5 separate regions of the Mus musculus genome follow, and all the other regions are linked to region 1. Evidence: chromatin contacts called from public ChIA-PET data. All regions are on one chromosome and are shown on one strand. The core of a region is the stretch at or near the end of the contact, and the rest is flanking DNA. Distances in the headings are between cores, read along the strand shown.

Region 1 (2,555 bases), core at 19-2,518:
TCAGGCTAGGACAACAGAGGACGGTGTCTGTTTTTAGAGGCTGGAAACAGGGCCTCAACATGACCCATGCATGACTTTCCAAGCCCTGAGCTCAGTAGTGAGAATGGAGAAGCTCATTTACAGTGAAATTTACAGTGGTGCTTTCCAGACCTTGCGGCTCAACGTGGAACACAGAAGCATCAGTCATTGATTACTTGGGGATTCTGAACCCAAAAGACCAGCAGAAGGACAAAGAGAAATGGAGAGACAGGAAAAAATAAAAATAAAAGTAAATAAATAAAAGTGGCCTGGAGAGGAGACCTGTATGAGTTGAGTAGAGAGGGAGTGGGTGTGTTTGGTGGAAATGACAGGTGGGGACACTCCTGCATGACTGTTAAGTATAGAGAGCTCACGGCTTACATTTTTGTTGCTGCCAGAGTAAAGTACCTCAGACTGGTTCCTTTGTAAGGAAAAGAAAATGTATTAGCTGGAACGTGGTGACACATACCTGCAATCCTGGCAGGAAGATCAGAAGAAGTTCGAGGTCTGCCTTGGAACCATAGCCGAGTTTGAAGCCAGTTTGAGCTGCATGAGGCTCTGTTTCAAAATAGAGGAGGGGAAATGGCCTACCTGGTCAGAACACTTGCATTAAGACCTGAGTTTGACTCCCCAAGCCTGTGGAAAATGTCAAGTGTGTTTGGATGTATATGTGCGCCCCTAACACTGGTGGGGTGGGAGTGGGGTAGGGTGGAGCCGGAGCTTGTTGGCCACTAACCCAGCTCCAGGTTAAGTGAGAGGTCCTGTCTGAAGAGAGCAAGGCAGAACATGGTAGAGCAAGATGCCCGCTGCCCTCCTCTGACCTCCTCATGTATACTGGTGCTTATTCCCAGAGTCTGCTGTTATACATAGGTCTGGAGGCTAAGCCATGGAACATAGTTGCTTTGTTTCTGTGAATTTCGGGTTTTAGAGCCATTTAAATCATTTTTATTTGGTGACTACAGCAGAGACCTGATATTTCTGAGGTGCATAGTAAGTACCTCAAGCCAGCCTTTCCATCATTTTCTTTTTTTGATGGCTAACCTTCAGTATCCAGTCCTCTTCAGGGTTTGCTTTTGTCTTTTCTGGATGTGGCTTTGGCCTGCTGAACGCAGAACTCCTGAGCTTTGTGAGTGCTTAAGGGGCAGCTGCTCCTCCTATCTTTGATTGCAGCTAACTGAATAGTTAACACCAATAGACTAATGCCAGGGAGGGGTAACAAAATACCACATCCTGTTAGTTAAAAGCTGTCACGGCTTCACTCCCTGGCAGAAAGGGGCTAGAGAACTTTACAATAGCATGCAGGAGCTGATACACAGGTGTGGACTCCTTCTACAGTTGGGCATTGTGCTGTCGGTCGCTCTGAAGCCCAGCAGAAAGCTCCCACAGCAGAAAACCCAGGTCCCCACCTGACCTCATGTGGCTTTTCAGAGAATGATCAGCAAGGGCTTCACTTATTTAATCTTTGCCTCACCCATAAAAGAGAAGTGAGTACCTCATTTTTCAGAAGAATATTGAGTCTTGGAAGTTACTGTTGTGCTGAAGAACACACACACAGTAAGTCATGAGGTTGAAATTCAAACCCACTGAAGCCTGCCTGCACTCTCTGCCGTTCTCCAGTCTCTTAGGGGACCCCAGGGAGAAAGGAGTGAGCTGTCTAGTTGATTCCTGTGGACTGTTCATATTGGTGACTTGGTTGCTCCCTGGCTGTTGTTTCGATTTACCCTTTGTATGCATTTCAGTTAAGTTGCTTGGATGGCTCCTTGCTGCTCTCAATGGAGTTGGTGCAAAGCACATGGGCTGTCTCTGCAGGGTGCCTGATATTCGCCAGGGCATTTAAGTTTTCTGACAGGCCCTTTACTTCTTGGTTCTTTGGAGTGCTTGAGGTTTTTATCCTGTTAAGGGAGATATTGATTTGTGGCAGTGCATTTGCTGTAGAAGTCCTGGGCTTTTCTGTACTGACTGAAGTCTGCTTGCCATCTTGCCTTAGAACATGATTCCTAGCCAAGTCACTCTGTGGAACTACTTCATTAAAGATCAGGACACAGCCCAACACACCCCTGGAAAATTTTAACATTAAAGAAGCAGGACCTCAATTCTGTCTCAGATGTCCAGACTTCTCTAGAAGTCTGTCATGACTTCACCCACTCTGTGGTGTCATTACTATCTACCCTTGTGCACGTATGAGTTAAACGCAAAAGCATTCTTATTTAGAATCCATTACAACTCTGTCTCCCCAGATTGTTCACAGTAGAAACAGGCTGCCACATGGATTGCTGCTGGAATACTATGGAAACTTCTATACTGTTGTGCTGCCAGACACTCAGAATAATTCATATAATTCATATTTGTTTTTGTATCACATGCATTTCCAAGTATTTAGAACCAAAAATATAAAACAGCTTATAACAGATCAGTGGGAGGATAATTAGGAAATAGAGAAAGATTTTTTTTTTAAGTTAATAGGACAAAATCTAGGAGAGACCATGAGATGTGGGAGGGGTATAGCTAAGAAATCCTGGAGAAGCAGGTGTGGAGCT
Region 2 (2,555 bases), core at 31-2,530, 440 kb before region 1:
AAGGAAATGGAGCCAATGATGCCATCCATGCCAGACTCATTATTATACGACAATATAAAGGTTAATTTGAATATATACTAGCACAATAATGTTACAAAGCTAAGGCATTTAATCCCATTTGAGAACATTTGGCCCAGCTTTAAGACTTGTCCTTTCAGGGAAGGTCACTTAGATCAGCTTTCCAAACACAAAAATAAAAGGACTGGATTGAATATTTTTAAGCACTAACATTAAAATTTCCTCCCAGCTCTGTAATTGTTTCTTCCCTGAAAGCATCACATAAACTGGAAAATTTTACAAGATGTCTCTCATTACTAATTTAACATCTCATTTATTTTTCAGCACTCTTTCAAGCATATTTTTGGTAGACTCCTAGTAGTTCATATTTTCATAAACAATGCAACAGTTTCCAATAAAACGATACATTATAGAGCATACAAACTATGCTCTCATAACAGGTATGAAGTACAACCTTTTAATGTGCAAAAACTTGAGGACTCTGTCTCCTATGAATGATGAAAGAGATTTCTCACACAAATACTAGAATATAGTTGAAGCCTACAATATTTTGTTAAAGTAAAAACCACGACTTCATTGTAATTATTAGTAAGCGCAAAGGCAGTTTGCTTGGTTCCTGTCACTGCCAGTCTGTGATCTCCAATTATCCGTCCTATTGCTCATTTTCCTCATACCAGAAACAAGCATTCTAGTAGCACATCAGGCTGATCTGGGGAGTAGTGTAACAGTCGCTGGACTGGCGCTACTACTTTCTCTTATTATTTCCCACACGTAAGCTGGTCGGTTTAAAGATCTTTCCAGGGAACAATACTTGATGCTTACCATGTCCGAGGAGAGGGGATTACAGAGTGTTATTTGGGCTTACTTTATGTAGAAGGGAGATTAGGCAATAAACGATTGAGACATTGTAAAAAGCGAAAAGAAGCATGGCTTCAGACATGACAATGCCATCTGGGGTCACAGCTGTCTGCCCTCTTGTTCCATTCTGTCTCTCCACGCAGTCGGGAGAATCCCTGAGGCCTCTGCCATGGGACGTCACAGGGGGCGGGACCAATGGCGGCCAGCTCGCGTTGCTTAGCCTCCGGTGCTTTCGGCGCAGCCCGGGCAGGACTCTGCTCCGCTCTCAGTCCCAGTTCGTCCTCTTGGCTGAGGTGCGTCAGCCGAGTCGGCCAGCCATAAACTCTACTCTCTGGGAAAAGCATCGCGTCTCGGGCGCGCTGAGTGACACCAGAGTCCCGCCCCCTCACGTCACTTCCGCGACGCTTCCGCCGCAGTGCCTTGTGGGAGGCCGGCCAGGGGGTCTCCTGGCGACAACCATGGCGGGGGATGTGGGCGGTCGCAGCTGTACGGACGCGGAGCTGCTGCTGCACCCTGAGCTGCTATCCCAGGAGTTCCTCCTCCTCACCCTGGAGCAGGTGGGGCGCTCGGGCCGACCGAGGACGGACGGGCAGCCGGGGACAGGCAGGCCTGCGGGAGGCTCGTGGCCGCTCCCCGCCCACACTGATCGGATGGGGCTTGCCTCCCTTGATCCCCAAAGGAAGCCTCCAGAGAGTGACTGGAACCCCCGGGAAATCCTCTAGAGCTCGGAAAGGGTGTGACAGACGACCTCCGCTGCCTGTGTGCAAGCAACGGCCTGCGGAAGAGATAGACTAGAAGAACAGACCGGGAGGGAAGAAGTCTGGGGCAATCAGGGCTGGATCCAAAACATCTGAAAATTAGTCTGTTAGGTAGCTTCTCGCCTCTCTTAGAGACAGACACTCGGGTCTCAGAGAGATGGACCTACTTCTTAAGATCATTATCAGGACACAGTAACCGTTTGGAGAACTTAAAGCACCTAGCTTTCCAGGTGGTGCATGCACCCCCCCCCGCCCCCCGCCGCCCCTGCGGTGTGACCTAAGATAATAGCAGATCATAAAAGAAAAGTGTGATGTTTTATTTAAAATGGCAGAACTGCTGAAAGTTTCTTTAGAGTTTTATGTGGCACGTTTTGTATTCCATGTGGTTTTGCCCCCCCAGTACCGTATCTTTCTCTAATTTCTTGAAGTTCTCAGTCACTATTTTAATAATGACTTTTAACCTGTGATTCTCAATCTTTTACTCACACCAGGATAATCAAAGGCTTACTAAAACATGTTATTGAGCCCCATCATCTGCTTCTCATTAAGTTCGTTCCAAATGTGCCCTGATACTGTATTTTAACGAGTTCTTGCTGATGACCCAAGGACAGCACTTGTAAGCACTGCTGCCAGAAGGCAGCCCCTTCAGTGCCATCCAAGCAGATGACATCCTCTGGGAATGTTGTCCAAGTGTATTCAGATACTCCCATCCCAGAGTAAATGCAAGTTGAAAGCCAGCAATATACTGTATGAAAGAGGAATAAGATGATTCAACAACTTAAAAATGAAATCAAACTAAACAGCTGGCATTGTTTTTGTTTTTTTTCCATTTTTGCAAAGCATACGTTTCCCCAATTTTTCCTGTGTGTTTTTGCAATATTGTGCTCCAAGATGTTGAGACAGAACTGGGATATGAGAGAG
Region 3 (2,555 bases), core at 39-2,538, 380 kb before region 1:
AACAATCACCACACATACAGCCACACCAACAAACACCCTTTCTTTAGATCTCTCTACACTACTGCAAAATTGGCTACACACAAGCCAAGTAGTACCGCAACATGAGACACATCTAGAGCAGTATTTTGAAGACAATCTCGTGCTAAGTCCAAATTATAGTTAACTACATCCCAAAATATGCGTAAGAAAGTGCATGCCACAAGTTGGCTTCACCGAAGACAGCTGTAGACTTCAAAAAAATGCCAGCTTTGTTGAGTTCCAGAGACACAACTGAAGACTATCCAGCAAATATGGCTAGTTCTTCACTTAAGATCAGAAAAAAAGCATTTCAAGACTTTCTTTCCACAAGACTGAAATCTATCAGAATTCTTTTCATTTAAAAGTGTTGTTTTTCTCCCCCCCCCCCCCCCCCGCCATGGCTCAGGTTTTAGTTTGGGTGGTTAGTCAAGATGTGTGGTCACAGGCAAACTCCCACTTCTTCTCAAAGGAAATGCTTGGCTATCCACGTGCTGACCAGCCTGTCACCTCCTTTCCATAGACTTCAGGGACCAGTTCCACTTCATCCCCCGCCCCCCGGGGGGGGGGTTTGCCTGTGGGCAGTTCATTGTCTCCCACCACCTGGAAGTGATCCACCCCTACAGGGCTGCAACCCTCCCTCTGGACATCAAAGGTCCCTCCCCACCATTTCCAAATTCGGCTCTCCTATGCTCAGGTTCTCCAACACTCATGATTCTGGTCCTCTCTGCCCCGCATCTGCTCTTCCTGGGGGTGTCTTCCTGTAGATCAACTCTCAAGTCCTGAAGTCTCCCCTCAAGCCTTCCCCCAAGCGCCCTCCCCCACCACATTTCCGATTCACTGTCGCCCCTTCATCTCCCTCCCCTTCATTTCGAGTCCTCATCCTAAGTATGCCCAGCTACGCTCTCCTCTCTCCCGGATCTGTCCTCTCCGTTCTGGGTCCCCATCCCGAGTGTCCCCTGCAAATAGGGCTCTCCTATCGCCAGAACCTGTTCTCTCCGTTTAGGTCCCTACCCTGATGCTGTCTGCACAGCTCTGCTCCGGTCTCCTGGGTCTCCGCCCCACGGTCCGAGTGCGCTGGCCACAGGCTCTCGACGCGTCCTAGGGCAGCGGTCTGGTGGCGATCCTTGTGTCCCAAGCAGGGCTGTGGCCTGGGCGGCCGCAGTAGTACTCGCGCGGTGGGGCCGGGGTCTAAGGGAACCCAGCGGACTGTGGACCGGTGGCGGTGGCGGCTCAGCGGGCGGAGTGCAGCAGGAGCTGCGCCCGCCCTCGAGAACCCCCGCCGAGTCATTTGACCATATAAGGACACACGCGCCCGGGCGGCGGGCTGGGCGCGCTGGCCAGGAGAGCCAGGCGCGGTAGCGAGCGCCCCTCGGCAGCCAGCCGGTCGTCGTCTGTTCCCCTGATGACGCTACCACAGACCTTTTGTTTGACTTAACCTCCTTCCTTGCTTCCTGGTGTTTGGCTCACACGGTCAACCCTCGCTGCGTCCTGGCCTTGGCTCCAGGGCTAGTTGCTATGCAGTGCAGAGAGCTGTAGCAGCTGACACCCAAGGGCGAAATGACATGGGGCTACTGTCACCAGGACACGTCCGGGTTGCGGGGTCCTGCCTGAGTGCAGCCTGGTGCAAGCATGGATGGGTCATTTGCAGATTTGGGGGAAGGAACTATGTGTGTGTGGTGCACACAATGACATGGTAGCCTTCTGCGCCTTACCTTGCAGACACTTTCCATCATGGAATGAACCAAACCGATGACCTAGAGAATCATTAATTAGTTCCACTAAGGAGCTCACTGATAGAAGGCCCTTTGCCCAACACTCAAGGCTAGAGAACTGTTGAACATTCAGTGGCTCCCTCTGGGAAAAAAGAAAACACTGGTCTTAATGTGTCCTTCACACTCTGAAGGACAAGATCCTCTGCAGAGTTGGCCTTTAAAAGGGGCACGGGACACTGTTCAACACAGTGTTGGGAGGCATACGGTATCCTCATGCCCAGGAAAGCCAGCTTCCTCTCTTGAGCAAATGAGTCCATATGCGGGCACGGTAGAAGATGGGCATGTGGAGAAGCAATGAAGGCCTGGGGTAGTGACTTGTCAGTGTTGTGAGGTGACAGAAGCCACTTGATGAAGGGATTCGCTTGGGTGCAGGGTCTGTGAAGGGATCTAGTTGGTCATCACTGAGATGGTATGGCCACTGGAAGGATGGGAAGTGGCTGGCCACATTTCCTTCTCAGCCAGGACACAGAGAGAAAAGAGACTGGTGCTCAGCTTCCTCTACCCAGCTCTTGAGAAGTGCTGTCCACCTTGGGGGCCAGTCTTTCCTCCTCAGTTAAACCTCTCTGGAACTACCACAAAAATTCTTCTAGAGGTGTGTCTCCTAGGTGATTCAAAACCCAGTCAAATGGACAGTGAAGAACCATCACTGGTCGAAGCTGTTTCCATCATTCGAGGGGAGCTGAAGGCAACACGTTTTCCAGTAAAGGCAGGAAGAACTGTGTGGTGGCTTTCTTCTGGTTGATACTTCCTGATTGGTGTCACTGG
Region 4 (2,555 bases), core at 28-2,527, 350 kb after region 1:
AGAAGATTTTCTGTTTTCTTCTTAACAACATTAATTTACCACCTAAGATGTACTCAGGAACACTTAAAAAAAACACTCTTCTCGTTATTAGCACACAGAGGAACATGCATTCATTCACGTTGTACTGTGTTTTCTCTAGCGTCTATGTTAAAGAACTTTTTTTTTCCAGCGGTAGATCATTTTACAGTTTTCTGTGAAATGTGTATGCAAAAATATATGAAAGTAATGACATAAAGTACCCCATATAAAGTAAATTAATTATAAATAAGAATGTTATGCAATTTGAATATGACATCTATTGTGAGTAAAATTCTTGTTTTCTTCTTAACAACACACCTTTACCTCCTATGATGTTTAAGCTAAGTATATATGGGAGTTCTAAACTAAACACCCTTCTGATTTCTAGCACAGCGCAGAATACACAGGCATTCACATTGTACTGTGTTTTGTGTAGCATCTATGTTAAAGTACTTTTTTAAAGCTATAACGCATTGGACAATTTTCTGTGAAATGGGCATGTAAAAAAACAATAAAGTAATGACATACAGTGTTGCAGACTAAAATGCAAGTAAGAACTTACTTAATGGAGAGCGAAACCAATGCCTGGCTGGGAGCAGCCGCCACGGAGGTCTTTGGCCAATATCGATTCCACCTGTCCACAAACATGGGGAATATCTTTGCAAACCTCTTCAAGGGCCTTTTTGGCAAAAAAGAAATGCACATTCTTATGGTGGGCCTGGATGCTGCAGGGAAGACAACAATTCTATACAAACTGAAGCTGCGCGAAATTGTGACCACCATTCCCACTATTGGTTTCAATACAAGAATACAAGAATATCAGCTTCACTGTGTGGGATGTGGGCGGCCAGGACAAGATCCCGCCGCTGTGGCGCCACTACTTCCAGAACACCCAAGGCTTGATCTTCGTAGTGGACAGCAATGACAGAGAGCGTGTGAACGAGGCCTGTGAAGAGCTCATGAGGATGCTAGCTGAAGATGAGCTCCGAGATGCTGTTCTCTTGGTGTTTGCCAGCAAGCAGAACCTCCCCAATGCCGTGAAAGCGGCCAAAATCACAGCGGTCACAAGCTGGGGCTGCACTCTCTACGCCACAGGAACTGGTACATTCAGGCCACCTGTGCCACCAGCGGGGACAGGCTCTATGAAGGACTAGATTGGCTGTCTAATCAGCTCCGGAACCAGAAGTGAACCAGACCCCCTCCATCCCCCTCACTTCCTCTTCTCTGCCCTCAGCTTTCCTCTCATGTGGCAAACGTGCAACTCTGTGGTCCTAAGTGCCAGAAGCTGTCTCCATGGGTTGGTCACATTGTGCATCGCACCGTGCTGTACATGTGCAGACGCAGCCTGCAGCCAGGTTTTTATTTAATGTAAATAGTTTCTGTTTCCACTGAGGCAGTTTCTGGTACTCCTATGCAATATTACTTAGCTTTTTTATTGTAAAAAGAGAATCAACTCACTGTCAGTACTGAGAAGGGATTTGGGTGTAGGGGCACCTGGCCTCCGGGAGCCATTGGGCTGTAAACTGGTGTCGGTATCCATTTGGTGGTTGGTTTTTAACCCAAACTCAGTGCATTTTTTTAAAAAAATAGTTAAAAATTCAGGACAAGAACACTTGAACACACAGAACGGAGACTATGCCTAGTGTAGGTTTTGCAGTTAATGGCCTGAATGCTAGTTATCAGATCACCTGTCTCGCTGTGGGAACAGGAGAGAAGGTGACAAACAAACCATCATCCGCCGCATGGTCACAGTAGAGCCCCCGTGACTCGCATGTCTTTGGGTCACCTGCATTCCATAGCATTGTGCTTGTACTTGTGCTCACACGATTACGTAGGGTAGGCTGGGAGCCATTGTGGGGTGCAGGGCCTGGCTTGTACTTGGTGTGTGCAAGGCCCAGTGGCAGCCTGCATACCCAGCCTACTCTTGGGCCCACTTGGACGCGCTGGCAGGAGGCCTGGGTCTCACCAGCAGGAGTGCGTGCAAGGTGGGAGGGTCGGCCCATTACAGACCCACATCCTGGAGCACCCCCATCTCCATGTGTGAAGTAGCTTCCTCCCTCAGCCTGCAAGGGTCCGATTTGCCATCGAAAGACGACCTCTACTTTTTTCTTTTGCATTTTGATAAACACTGAAGAAGCTGGAGCTGTTAAATTTATCTTGGGGAAATCTCAGAACTGGTTTATTTGGTGTCGTGGAACCTCTTACCGCTTTCAATACACAATTAGTAATCAACTGTTTTGTATACTTGTTTTCAGTTTTCATTTCTACAAGCACTGTAATTATAGCTGTTAGAATAAAGTCTCTTAACTATTAAAAAAAAAGAACTTACTTAATGTGTGTTGAACATGACATGTCTTGTGAGAAACCTTGTTTTCTTTTTTAAAAACACACCTTTATTGCCTAAGATATTCAAAGCTAACTGTACACGGGAACTCTGGATATCTCTAGTGCTAGCTGCACTCACTGTCTCTGCCTGGGGCCTGTCCCTCCGGTTATCTTGTTTGTGTCAGGACTCCTCAGGGTCCAGTTGTCTCTGT
Region 5 (2,555 bases), core at 38-2,537, 320 kb before region 1:
ACCAGAAGTAGTGAAAAAGAAACGTTATTAGGATATGGGAATCGGACCAGTTTAGAAATAGTGATTTGGGGCAAATCCAATTTTCACTGTGCTTAGTCCAGTTCACTAGCAAACACCAAACATGAACCGGCAGCTGCTGTCCAGTCCACTTGGCAGACACCACACACGAGTCAGCAAGGGCAGTTCAATCCAGAAGAAGCCATGAGGCAAATCAGCCTGAGTCCAGGCAAGAAGCCACAGGAATCTAATGAGTTCTTTGATGAGTTTTTCTCTATGAAGTCACCACAAGCAAAGCTCAACAACACAGTGTAAGGAGTGTCATCAGTGAAGACTACTGAGGCTGAACAAAGTGAGCTAATGCTCGAACTTCCACTGTCTGTGGGGGTCTCATATATATATATATATATATATATATATACATATATATATATATGTATATATATATATATGTATATATATATATACATATACATATATATATTCTCTCTAAACATCATGCATCCTTTCATGTATTTGCTATCATACAACATCCTTTCACCTGTGTCTGCTTCAGCAAAACATTCTTTCATCTGAGTCTCCCAAGAAACCAGACATCTCCACTTTAGCGATCAGCAATTATTTTCTCCTATTCCGTAGGCTGTCTCTTTCTGCTGACTATATCATTTGCTATGAAGAAGCTTTTCAGCTTTATCTGATGCCATTGTTAGTTCTTAGGATTATTTCCTGCACTATTGAAATCCTACTTAGAAAATCCTTGCCTATTTTGCATCTTGATGTGCTTTACACATGTTTTCTTTGAGTAGTTCCGAAATTTTAAATCCTCCATTAAGGTTTTTGATCCATTTTGAATTGGGTGTAGTGCAAGGTGAGAGATACAGATCTAGTTTTCTCACAAAATTTGAAAAGAGGGTATCTGTTCTTCTGTCTTATGGGTGTCTTTATGGCTTTGTCAAAAATTAGGTGGCTGTAATTGTGTGGGCTTATTTCTGTCTCCTCTAGTATATTCTCCAACTTTTGTGCTTTTGTGCCAGTACCATGGTGTTTTGTTTCCTAATCCAATAAAGTCAACAGTCAAAGCTATCAGTTACTACTGTATTTGGTCTCAGGAACCCACTGTGTGATCTTGGAGTGTATTCTCCTTGCATGAGAGGACACTGCTATCACCACAACACAAATTGCAGAAACAGAAACTCAACCTGAGCCTCTCTCTTTGGTGACCACCTCTTCTCACACGTAACAGCACAGTGAGAACATTGGTAAATTGCCTATCACGTGGGAAGGCAGCTGGTTTCACTTTCATGAGTCACTTTAATGAGATCCAGAGAATCTGAGTTTACACATGGGTTCCTGTGGGTGGGGCAGGGACTTCCATTCTTTAAGTTTTATTCAGGAGTTCACACTGGCACTTTTAGGTTGTCTATGCCTTCTCTAGGAACCTATCTATGTTAGGGATTCTTTCAGAGAACCTCCACTATTCTTTGAAGGAGCCCATTATTATTCTTCAGGCTTGGCCTTTAGGTCAAACTAGAAGTTCTTTCAAGTTCCAATTTTAGAACAGAACCGAAAAAGAAATAATCTATCAAGAGTACCCTGAGCCAAGTAACTGGGGGCCATTATCAGTATTTAGGGGCTCCCCCCAACTCTTGCTAGCATAAGAAACTCCTTATAGCACTGTTCCCTGCTTGCTGGTCTGGCTGTTTAGTGTTCACATTTGGGTCAGTGAAACGAGCTGAGAAGAACTCCAGGTAGACTACCAAAAATATGCAAAATATTTGGTTGTAGAAAGAGTTTTTCCAAAGTCATGGGCCATAAAGTTTGACTTCAAGTTCATTTTTGAACTTGTGATCCTGAGATTTTAATTTTTATAAAACACTTTCTGGTAGATTCGGTCTTACTATTCTCTGTCATTGAGGAAAGCAAGCTCAGAAATTGTTGCCTGGGGCCGGGGAAGAAGATGCCAGTTCTGATCAGTTTCACTTGGAGACAGTTCACCTGGGGAAGAGGATGTTGGGTTGTGGGTGTTTAAAAACACTTCTAGGAACTTGTTGGCAACGTTGACTCTGACAACTGCCATTAAGCATTAACCACATTCCTCAGGCTCAGGAACCATAGAAATGCATGCAAAAAATACCCTTCAGTTTCCCACAGAGCAGGAAGGAATTTTTGGAGATGGAAAGAGGATCAAACCTGAGCTTGCTTTGTGATTTTTACCAGAACGACAAACATGCAGAAAGCTCCACTTTTCTAACTTTTCTTTACTGAGGACATTTTTACAGGAAAAAAAAATAATACACAACATGAAATTTACCCTTCTGTTTTTAAGAATGTAGTTCTTTGGCATTAGAACTTCATGATGCCACACACCCTCATTCCTCCACCTTCAGGACCCTTTCGTCCTCCTGGACTATGCCTGTGCTCGCGAACAGCCAGTTGAGTGTTTCTGCCGTTGACTTTTCTGAGCAATACTGCTAGGAACAAAGGAGAAAGAAGCCAGAGTCCCACTTTCAGTTCTTTTTGACACATTGACCAAGGTAGAATTCTTGAGTAACATATAA

Evidence for each region. ChIA-PET counts read pairs in DNA pulled down with a chosen protein or histone mark.
Region 2: a contact with region 1 is called in an RNA polymerase II ChIA-PET map of memory CD8 T cells, with 33 read pairs. The contact joins the promoter of AI597479 here to the enhancer-like site in region 1. A contact is called at or near these places in 1 of 484 Hi-C or Micro-C datasets (CD4 T cells) and 6 of 115 datasets of contacts at active chromatin or transcription factors (the SCID.adh cell line, bone marrow-derived macrophages, double positive thymocytes and 3 more).
Region 3: a contact with region 1 is called in an RNA polymerase II ChIA-PET map of memory CD8 T cells, with 25 read pairs. The contact joins the promoter of Fhl2 here to the enhancer-like site in region 1. A contact is called at or near these places in 1 of 39 promoter capture datasets (liver), 2 of 484 Hi-C or Micro-C datasets (Th1 cells and nephron progenitors) and 4 of 115 datasets of contacts at active chromatin or transcription factors (embryonic stem cells, memory CD8 T cells and pancreatic cancer cells).
Region 4: a contact with region 1 is called in an RNA polymerase II ChIA-PET map of memory CD8 T cells, with 23 read pairs. The contact joins two enhancer-like sites. A contact is called at or near these places in 1 of 484 Hi-C or Micro-C datasets (CD8 T cells) and 2 of 115 datasets of contacts at active chromatin or transcription factors (memory CD8 T cells and pancreatic cancer cells).
Region 5: a contact with region 1 is called in an RNA polymerase II ChIA-PET map of memory CD8 T cells, with 37 read pairs. The contact joins two enhancer-like sites. A contact is called at or near these places in 3 of 115 datasets of contacts at active chromatin or transcription factors (CD8 T cells, effector CD8 T cells and memory CD8 T cells).

Annotation. Positions count from the first base shown.
Region 1 is chr1:43,541,238-43,543,792 of GRCm38.p6, forward strand. The region is part of intron 3 of Nck2 (non-catalytic region of tyrosine kinase adaptor protein 2); the gene reads left to right. Among named protein-coding and RNA genes, the nearest start is that of Nck2, 97 kb to the left of the region's middle. Within about 2 kb of position 1,269, at least 64 of the 459 cell types and tissues checked have an H3K27ac peak or open chromatin away from gene starts, as enhancers often do. A contact at or near this core is called in CD8 T cells, the SCID.adh cell line, double positive thymocytes and 2 more, where this site is marked.
Region 2 is chr1:43,097,430-43,099,984 of GRCm38.p6, forward strand. AI597479 (expressed sequence AI597479) reads left to right here and starts at 1,281. Exons shown (of 4, transcript NM_133818.1): 1 at 1,281-1,433. The coding sequence starts at 1,335. It also overlaps a transcript of Tgfbrap1 not described here.
Region 3 is chr1:43,162,673-43,165,227 of GRCm38.p6, forward strand. Fhl2 (four and a half LIM domains 2) reads right to left here and starts at 1,289. Exons shown (of 6, transcript NM_010212.4): 1 at 1,030-1,289.
Region 4 is chr1:43,887,389-43,889,943 of GRCm38.p6, forward strand. It overlaps the pseudogene Gm19587. Among named protein-coding and RNA genes, the nearest start is that of Tpp2, 45 kb to the right of the region's middle. Within about 2 kb of position 1,278, at least 31 of the 459 cell types and tissues checked have an H3K27ac peak or open chromatin away from gene starts, as enhancers often do. A contact at or near this core is called in CD8 T cells and memory CD8 T cells, where this site is marked.
Region 5 is chr1:43,223,109-43,225,663 of GRCm38.p6, forward strand. No RefSeq gene overlaps it. Among named protein-coding and RNA genes, the nearest start is that of Gm29040, 37 kb to the right of the region's middle. Within about 2 kb of position 1,288, at least 106 of the 459 cell types and tissues checked have an H3K27ac peak or open chromatin away from gene starts, as enhancers often do. A contact at or near this core is called in CD8 T cells, effector CD8 T cells and memory CD8 T cells, where this site is marked.